Linked DNA regions of Aedes albopictus: region 1 is linked to region 2. Evidence: chromatin contacts called from public Hi-C data. All regions are on one chromosome and are shown on one strand. Each heading gives the region's core, a stretch centred on a gene start, on an enhancer-like site or on the middle of the called end of the contact. The rest is flanking DNA. Distances are from core to core; before and after follow the strand shown. Region 1 holds the start of LOC109429573 (probable G-protein coupled receptor Mth-like 1). Region 2 holds the start of LOC115262090 (guanine nucleotide-binding protein subunit alpha homolog).

Region 1 (4,720 bases), core at 1,845-4,344, 850 kb after region 2:
ATTGAAAATTTGTAAACATCTTACAAAGTGTTAAATTGCTGATAAAATGTTAACGTTTCGATTACATTTAACGATGCTTTACACAAATCTTTACCCATTTCATTGTTGTGGAGTGATTTTGGAAGGAATCGTAGCCATAAACGTAGGTAATTAGGAAGATGTTTCTCGATCGGCTTCATATTCAATGACTACGAATTGACTGACTGTGTGAAGAGGGAGAGCGAAAATGAATTTGTTTGTTTTGAATATTCAGTGCAGAGTCATTCAAATTCGTGCTGTTTTCAGTCAATGACTGTGAACATTTTGCACCCTGGTCCCCATATAAACGTATACCAGGCTCATAGGCATGTACCGGGGGTGGCCAAAATGTTTAAGATAGGCAATATTTTCTCTCTCGCAGGAAAGTTCAACATGCTTCATGTTGATCGAATGCAGTCTTGTTAGAGATCACAGTCATTGGCACCTTTTCGTCGATATTCTGCTGCCTTTGTCTCCGACATTCGCAACACAAGCAATCAAACTACCGTACGAAACAAAAATGTCAAACGAATGCACTTAACCACGATTGCGCCTTCGGGAGACGGTTCGGCTTTTGTTATTCCTGTCTTCTTCCACAATGAGAGCTGTGTTGGCCATATGTGTGTCGTATTCAATTCAACAAGCAATGATAAACTAATATTAACATTCATAATCGGAATTCACTGAAATCCATGCGAAAAGCTAGAATTAGACAAATGTCATCGTGTCAGACGACATTGATTTGACCCTTTTTTATGTTTATTGATCTTCGTCCTACCGCTCGTGTTGTGTGTAAGAGGTAACGGTAGCCAATGAATGTAACGAAGCAAGCTGACACCCGACTGCGGCACCGAAATGAAGGTAGTGGAAAGTGTCGAATGTTTACAAGACTGATTGAATGCATAAAAAATTCTCAAATTTTGACTGTTTGTCAACCTATTTCATGTGTACAAATTGGAGCTCGATTGAGTAATCTTTCGCAAAGCTATAACCGTTCTCGTAAAACACTGTTTTTTGAACAACTAATGTTTAAACTGTCATATCTTGGAAACCAGTGAACTGAATTGAATGAAATTATTACCGTCCGAAATATTTGCTTCTATTCTAAATGTGTTGTAAGAGGTACACATAATAATTTGCAAAGTCATCCGAGTCAGCCCAAGTGCATTATAAAAGTTGTAAGTTGCAGCAAGGCCATGTGACCGTTTGAAGAATAGAGAATTGCACCGATGCCGGGGCACAATCGTAGTAAAACATTAATTGCGCTCGGGTCGTAAAATTATCATTCGGGCCCCGGCTCACACAAAATGACAAAGCATTGCGAACAAATTGGTGCAACTTTTTGCACCAATCGTGAAAAGCGACCGACGAACGAGTGAGAAAAGCAAGAAAATGCCCATTTATGCTAAACGGATCAACACAATTCCCATGGAAAGCGATGGGACCATTCGACTAGTTTTACCTGTCAAAAGTTGAACCCTTCTTGAACACTGTCGTAAACAGCTAGTAAATGCTGTTGTCATTCAGTGCCAAATTGAAAGCTTTCGTTTAGAGCCTTAACCCGACCGAGGGCATTGAACATAAGAAATAGGGTATCGCGCTACTTGGGCGGTGGCTTCTATATTCGTCTGTTTTCCACTATAACTCAGTCAATTTTGAACCAATTGACTTGAAATGTTGTACACGGGTAGATACTATACCTATCTCACTGCATTCCAAAAATGGTGTCAATTGGTTCAAATTTGACTGAGTTATAGCGGAAAACAGACGAAAATAGAAGCCACCGCCCAAGTGGCGCGATTCCCTAAACTGTAGAAGTGTTACTCTTTCAACACCTTTGCATTTGCTGAACGCATTTCAGACGGATAGGGGGTTAAGATAGTTTTCCAACGACATAAACAGTTGAAGCAACTGATGCTGTTATCCAATAATGCTTGCAATGCATCTCGTTACCTGAACAGAGTTTCACAAGTTTACGAAATCTCAATGAGATGCATTTTGCATGGCTCACTTGATCCCCAACACCACATTAAATACTTCATCCACCGAAAGCGCGCGCTTTGTTCATGAACTGCATTTTTTTTTTTCGTAATGATGAATGTTGATCAATTAAATACACCCTTCATCGTTTCCATTCACCCACCCACTTCTAAATTGCATCTCTGACCTGATCGCTGACTGTCGCCACCATCATGGGTTGATTTTTTCTTTGAAATGATACCACCACGATCACCCCTCAGACAGAGGAGATCAGCAAAAGCAGCAGACAGCCTCCTGTCCTCGGACATACCGGTGTCCGGTCCCGGTCCGGTTCGTCAGTGGTATGTGTCTCTGAGCGTCTTCGAATGGCGGCCAGGCAGGCAGCTGAGGAGAATCGAGACGGCGACGACACCGATGACGCGTTGTTGCATCACGACACGGACGATGACAGAAGGAGGAAGAGGAAAAAAACGGATCACAGCAGATTGTGGTGCCCAGGCAAAAACCGGCAGCAACGCATCGTCACAAGGAAAAAGACCCACGATCAAGCGGCATCACCAGTAGACAGAGAATCACACACAACACTGCTTCTTCATGTTTTTTTTTTCTACCCGAAGGCTAATGATTTTGATCTGTTTTGTGTACCTTTTGATCGTTATTTTTTTTCTGTATCGAATTCTTTAGTCTTCTTTATTTACTCACTCTCGCTAGATGACCAACAATCGTTATCGATCAGAATTTTATTGCTACATCCATTCGTCGAACGATCTTTTAACTGATTTCTAAAACGGTTCACTTTTTAATACACATTCGGTTACATCAGAGCCAAGAATCTCACCTTCAATTATTTCCGAAACACTGCACTTTTTATTGTTTCACTTCAGTCACTGTTGCAAACAAAATCACCGGCACCCAAAAAACTGTCAACAAACAAAATTCCGTCACTTTTACCGTTGTCCACAGGCGTCCGACCCGGTCGCGATTAAAACCACGACGCGTGAAAACAAAGCGCACTCTACTCCCCTCGGCAAAACATTCAACACGCACATCCGCGACGACGAAACAAGCGAGCGCAACTGATCTGGCAAAAGCACGGAAGCAGCGACGGACGCGCCAACATCATCACCGCGCGCGGGCGGGTGGGCGAACCGGCGGCGGCTGCAAAAACCCGAACCCATGCCGAATCCAACACCTGTCACGCACACCACCACCTATGCCGGCCCGAACCAAACGTAAACAAACGTGTACGGATGGGCGCCGGCGGCTCGCTTCGGAGCGCGCCGGCACACACACGAACTCGTGCTCGGGACGGGCGGCTAGTTAGACACACGACGACGACGACGCTTTGCCGGGCGGTGGTAAACCGGTCTTCGCGTTTCGTTTTTATGTTTTGCTATTTTTATGTTGCGAAAATCATGTGCTTTGGGTTCAGTTGCAGCTGCTTTTGCTTCCTCTTCGCCGCGTACCTACTACTGACTGTGTCTCGGTCAATGCAAATGCATCGCACCCACACACAAACAATGGAATGAAAGTTGGGTGCGTGTTTTTGGGATGGTTTGTTATTATGCGGGCCAAACCGGAAGTAGCGACTGAGAACGCGAGAATGATGGTAATGTTTCTTTTGTTGCTGCAGGTATCAGTTCTAATGTTGGCGTACAAATGAAAGGATTAAATTTTTGAGAGCATCCATCCAGCAGGGATTCTGGACAGGATGAGAACCAGAAAATATACCGATTTCCTTCCTTGATTCGATTTAATAATACAGGTCGGACTCGATTATCCGGGATTCGATTATCGGGAATTTTAGACTCGATTATCCGGAGTATTTTTATTGAGAATTTTTAAATATTAAATATTAATGCAGAAATTCAAAATCGTTTAATATTATAATACTGTGCTGACCCGATTTTGGGAGGCCTCGATTGCGATTTCTCCAGATATTGTCGGTTTTCTGATCCGATTGTGTTAGTTTTTTTTACAAGAAAAATGTTTTACATTCAGCATACCATTTTACAATCAATGTTAACATAGGTTGATATATTTTGGAATCATATACAAATTACGTAACAAACAAATCTCCCATTTCTTTCGAAAAGAGCCAAACAATTTAAAAATTCGGGAGTAATTCGCGAATAGGGCTTAACTAACAAAACAATAACAATGCGAAAACAACAACCGAATTTTGCTGATCAAATTTCAATTCCTATTTAGAAGTAATACAGAATAATTCAACTTAAATAAGGTTAATTGATACAGTTCTGACATAGTTTTTTGTTTTTCTAAGAACACTGCACGCATTTGATATTTTTTGCACTAAAAATTGCATTTATTTAATTACGCCTGAATTGATACCTGAGAATGTTAATTTCGCCCAATACTATGCGCCTCGAATCGATATAATTTTCAGAATCGCCTTTTACTATTCGCCTTGTTTATGATTTTGACAGAATTTCGCCATTTGCTTTCGCCGTGTTTACGTGTTGATTTCAGTTTCGCCTTTCACTTTCGTAAACAAAACACCAAGCAAAACAAAGGAGTAGAAGGCGTAATTCTTGTTTTTGTTCGTTTGGAATAGAATGAAATTACGCCTTTCACTCAATCAGTGATTTTCAATAGTTAGAAAAGTGATATCAAGGAAATTTTGTGAGCATTTAGAAGACAAATCTAGCTTCTTTTCACTCCAGCAATTACTCAAAGTGTGTACATTTTGTTGGTTACGGCT
Region 2 (4,356 bases), core at 1,849-4,348:
CTTACGATTCATCTCAATGGGTTTGCTTTCATTCGGTTGAACCTGGTCCACATTCAAAATGTCCGCGTTTTCGACAACGATTTCTGCTTCCAGAACATCTACAATTTCATGAGCAATTTCTGCGGAAATTCTCAGAGAATATTTGGAAGCATTTCTGGAGGAACTCTCAGTGGATCTCTCGGATTTATTACTAAAGAAGTTCCCGAGGGAATTTTTGGACGAATTTACGAAAAATTCCCAGAAGAATTTCGGGGAGAATGGGGCACGTTTGGTGTAGTACTAGGTTTGTAGTAATGAGCTGAATTTTAGTATGGTGAGAAGGTCAATTCTCCGTTTCTGATATGAAATGGTGCAAAAAGCGTGGGTATTATGATTCCTTGCCTAATTTGATGCTGTTTGAGCAAAACTTTGGATAACTATGTTGATTGTATCGCAAGAAATGGAGAAAACAACAACACTGTGGCCCAAAGTTTTGCTGAAACAGCATCAAATTAGGCAAGGAATCATAATACCCACGCTTTTCGCACCATTTAATTGCAGAAAAAGAGAATTGACCTTCTCACCATACTAAAATTCAGCTCATTACTACAAATCTAGTACTTCACCGATCTGTCCTATTCCCGAAGGAATTTCTGAAGAAATGCTAAGAGGAATTTCTGGATGTATTCCCGGCAGTGGCGTCGCGTAACCTCACTTTTTACCTGTGCACCGACCATAAAACTTGCAATTGCAGGGGATTTATTATCAAAATCGAAATAGAAATGAGTGAAAGCAGCTATTCTCGTCATTTTCTAATTATTACAAGCAAATTTGTTAAAAAAATTCAAGAATTTATACTTGGTGCACAGGTAAAAAGTGAGGTTACGCGACGCCACTGATTCCCGGTGGAATTTCTGAAGGAATTTCGGGAGGAATTCACTGATGTTTTTTTCTGGATGTACTCCTAGCGGAGTTTTCTGGAGAGTTTTCCTAAGTTATTTTTTAGATTTTTCGGAGTAATTTATGGAGTAATTTCCAGAGGAATTTATTTAAGAATTCATCACGCAATTTCTGGATGAATTTGCAGTGGAATTTCTCGAGGAATTCTCAGAGCAACTACTGGAAAAAATCCTGGAGAAATTTTTTGAAGGTTTGCCGATAGCTAGGCCGATAGAATTTGTGGAGGGATTACCGAAGACATTCCTAAAAGAATTCCCTAAGGAATTTTAGAAGGAATGCACTGAGGAATTTCCGAAGAATTTCTGGAGGAATTCCCAGAGGAAATTCTGGAAGAACTCTCAGAAGAACTTCATCCTGGTTTACCGTTTCTTGCGAATTAAGCTCCACTATTACCTCTCCAGACACAATCCCAGCATACGAAAGCTTCTTCTTCTTCTTCTTACCGGGTTTCGTTGAGGGCAACAGTTCCTCTGATTACAAATGAAAACATGAGAAACACGTCTCTTCAATCCTTCATAATATATTCTTCCTTTCCGGTTGGAAACGTCGATCTATGATGGGATTCTCGGACTCCAGTGTGCATTTGATCGAGGCCAAGCTCCGCAGGGAACGTTTCTCGGATCATGCGTTGCACTTTCCCAAACTTTTCCAGTTCCAAAGACAAATTATCATCGAATGTATCGGATATTGACGCCTGCAATAGACATCCGCACTTCTATTGAATGCCCATTTGAACAGGCAAATCTTCTTGGCTCTGCGTTCTTCCGCAACGACTTCTCAATGGTATCCCGCGACACAAACTTCACGAATAATGAACGATTATGTGCTGTTTTATATGCAGTTTCCATCTGCAGCAAATCCTTGTCCAGCCTCTTCAGGAAATCCGCAATTTCCACCCAGGATGGCCGTGGGCTACCCGGCGGGAAACGGAACGGAACCGCATTAACGAACATTTCGCTCATTTCAATATTTTTTGTAGCCACACCACCAACACTTTGATCGACCGACGAACAAAGCAAAGCGATAAACGATATCCAATGCCTAGCAGCGCCAACTGTAGACAAAAAGACAACCTGAGCAAAGAGCACAATCCGTCTGTATCGAACCACAGCTGCGACAGAACTGAAATGTAGCATCTCATCATACAACAATCCAGGTCATTAGTACATATCTAGTACTTCACCGATCGCGTCCTGTTGGCTCTAAAAGACACTACGGTCGAGAAAGATGCACCACGTGCAGAATATACCAGTGCGGTTCTCTACGGATATGATATATGGTCACGTCGCGGGGGTGCATTGATTGTAACAGTAAAATCCAATCCAAGGAAAAAAAGTTTAAAACATCATGTTATTGATGAAGCAGCCTAGGGCTTAATATCTCTATTATAAAGTAATAATAAGTAATTATTATTATTGTAACATATTAAGAACCGATCATAAACCATGCGGACTTTTTGGGGGAGGGGGGATCTGGCCCGTCTCCGCTCCATATAAATTTTAAAACATTTTTCATAGACGCAAATCTACGAGAGAAATGATGGAGCATAAAGTTTTTGGCAACACTCCATAATCTACCCAAAACTACACAACACCGCTTTACACATTGTTTTATCTCAATTTTATTGATGAGGAACCATACCTGTCTCCTGAAAGCATGCTTATCCTTTTCTAGAAACTTATCAATTTCACGGGATTTATACCGCTGCTCCAGCTCCTCCGGACTGACCCGTAGCCGCAACAAGTATCCAAATAAATCGCCACAGCAGGACCGGGAGCAGGACAACTTCGATAAGGCGCCTTCGCCGGCTCCCCCGCGCCTTCGGTTATTCACTGTTGCCATTTTCAAAATGCATCACTTATCACCATCATCATCATCTTTATTGATAGCAGCCAATCTGCATCACCATCATCAACACTTTTCTTTTGATTGACCCCTTCAAACTGCACAATCCCAACTGCTCGATTTACGTCGTCGCACTGTTACCGAGATTGATCTTCCACATCAAAGCACCAACACAGCTGTGCCTCCGATCAAAACAAAACAACACAATATCGAGCAGCCGCACCTCGAAATTCGAGTACTTGCTACTCTTCCACACTTTTTATCACTGACACTGTAGTGGAGCTGCTCGTTTCGATACCCCTCTCGTAGTATTGGTGTGATCTGACACACACATGCACGCCCTTGCAGCCACCAAGAAAACACGCCCGTGACAAGCAGAGGAGAAACGGATCCCACGAAACGTCACTCTCGCGAAAGGAAACTCGTCGTCGTCGTCGAACGAAGAAAAAAGACCTCGACGGTGGTCACTTTTCTCGGGCGAAATTTCCTCCGAAACCGGACCGGGAATGGGTGAATTTCACCACACCGAGCCACAAAGCACATTCAGACGCACTTTCCGTACACTTTCGATGCGGATTTCGATCGAAAACACGTCATTATCAGCGTAATTTATCGCGAGCGAATCTTCATCAACACCGACCGAGCCGAGCTGTTTCACGTATACTAAACGAAGCACTGCTCGATTCGCGGGAGCTGCTGGCCAGGGCACGAGCCCGTGGTGCGAAAGTCGAGCACATCGCACAACGCATGCGAAAGGGGGTGGATGTGTGAGTGGGTGAATATTTCGCTACGAGGTGATAAGCAAAAATGAACCTGTGAGAAATGCGACTGAGATGGATTCTACACAAGGGTAAAGAACAGCTAAGTCTCGATATTTTGAACAAAATTCTTTCAATGTGATTAATTAATAATGTAATCACAGACAAACAGACGTATCACTTTGAATAAAATGCGATACAAATCATCGTCACGCAAGCATAATCGCCCAATGCTAATAACACTGTGGTTCGCAAAACCACTGAGTAGATGGCGGCAGTGTACAAACGTCAAACAGGAGCGAAAACGATGCGAGCACCATGAGCGAGAGATTTGCGAACTACAGAACATTTAAATAATCCGTTAAAAAGTGAAACGATGGGAAATGAGTAGAGTGAGACGTCTGTTTGTCTGTGATGTAATGCTTCAGGTCGAAATCTGAAGTAACCAGGGATGCGAAAATTGAGTTTTAACTTACTTTTAAATTTCGTCACTTGATTTGGACTAGTGCAGCTGTAGCTTTTAATTAGTTTAATGATACACAACAGGGAAAAATATGTATCAAAACGATTGATTGATTAATCTTTATTGTGGATACTTTCATCCCTTGGCAGAATTCAAATTGACTTCTGTAACTACGGAGACTTAGGGGGCTGCTCCGCAGCCACAGTGACTCTCAATTGCTCCCGGATTCAAGCTCAGTAGCATGAGACCCCTCGAGCTGGGTCTCAGGGCCGGCATGCTACTCGGTAATCGGAGGGGCTTCGCGACAACGTATGAAAACCAAGAATATTCACATTTCTAACACAATTTATT

Evidence for each region. Hi-C and Micro-C count contacts between places; a contact is called where the count stands out from the background.
Region 1: a contact with region 2 is called in a Hi-C map of whole body, with 9 times the contacts expected there. The contact joins the promoter of LOC109429573 here to the promoter of LOC115262090 in region 2. A contact is called at or near these places in 2 of 3 Hi-C or Micro-C datasets (embryo and whole body).

The regions. Positions count from the first base shown.
Region 1 is chr2:19,081,051-19,085,770 of AalbF5, forward strand. LOC109429573 (probable G-protein coupled receptor Mth-like 1) reads right to left here and starts at 3,095. Exons shown (of 10, transcript XM_062849261.1): 1 at 2,837-3,095; 2 at 2,701-2,780.
Region 2 is chr2:18,233,905-18,238,260 of AalbF5, forward strand. LOC115262090 (guanine nucleotide-binding protein subunit alpha homolog) reads right to left here and starts at 3,099. Exons shown (of 6, transcript XM_029864064.2): 1 at 2,581-3,099. The coding sequence starts at 2,781.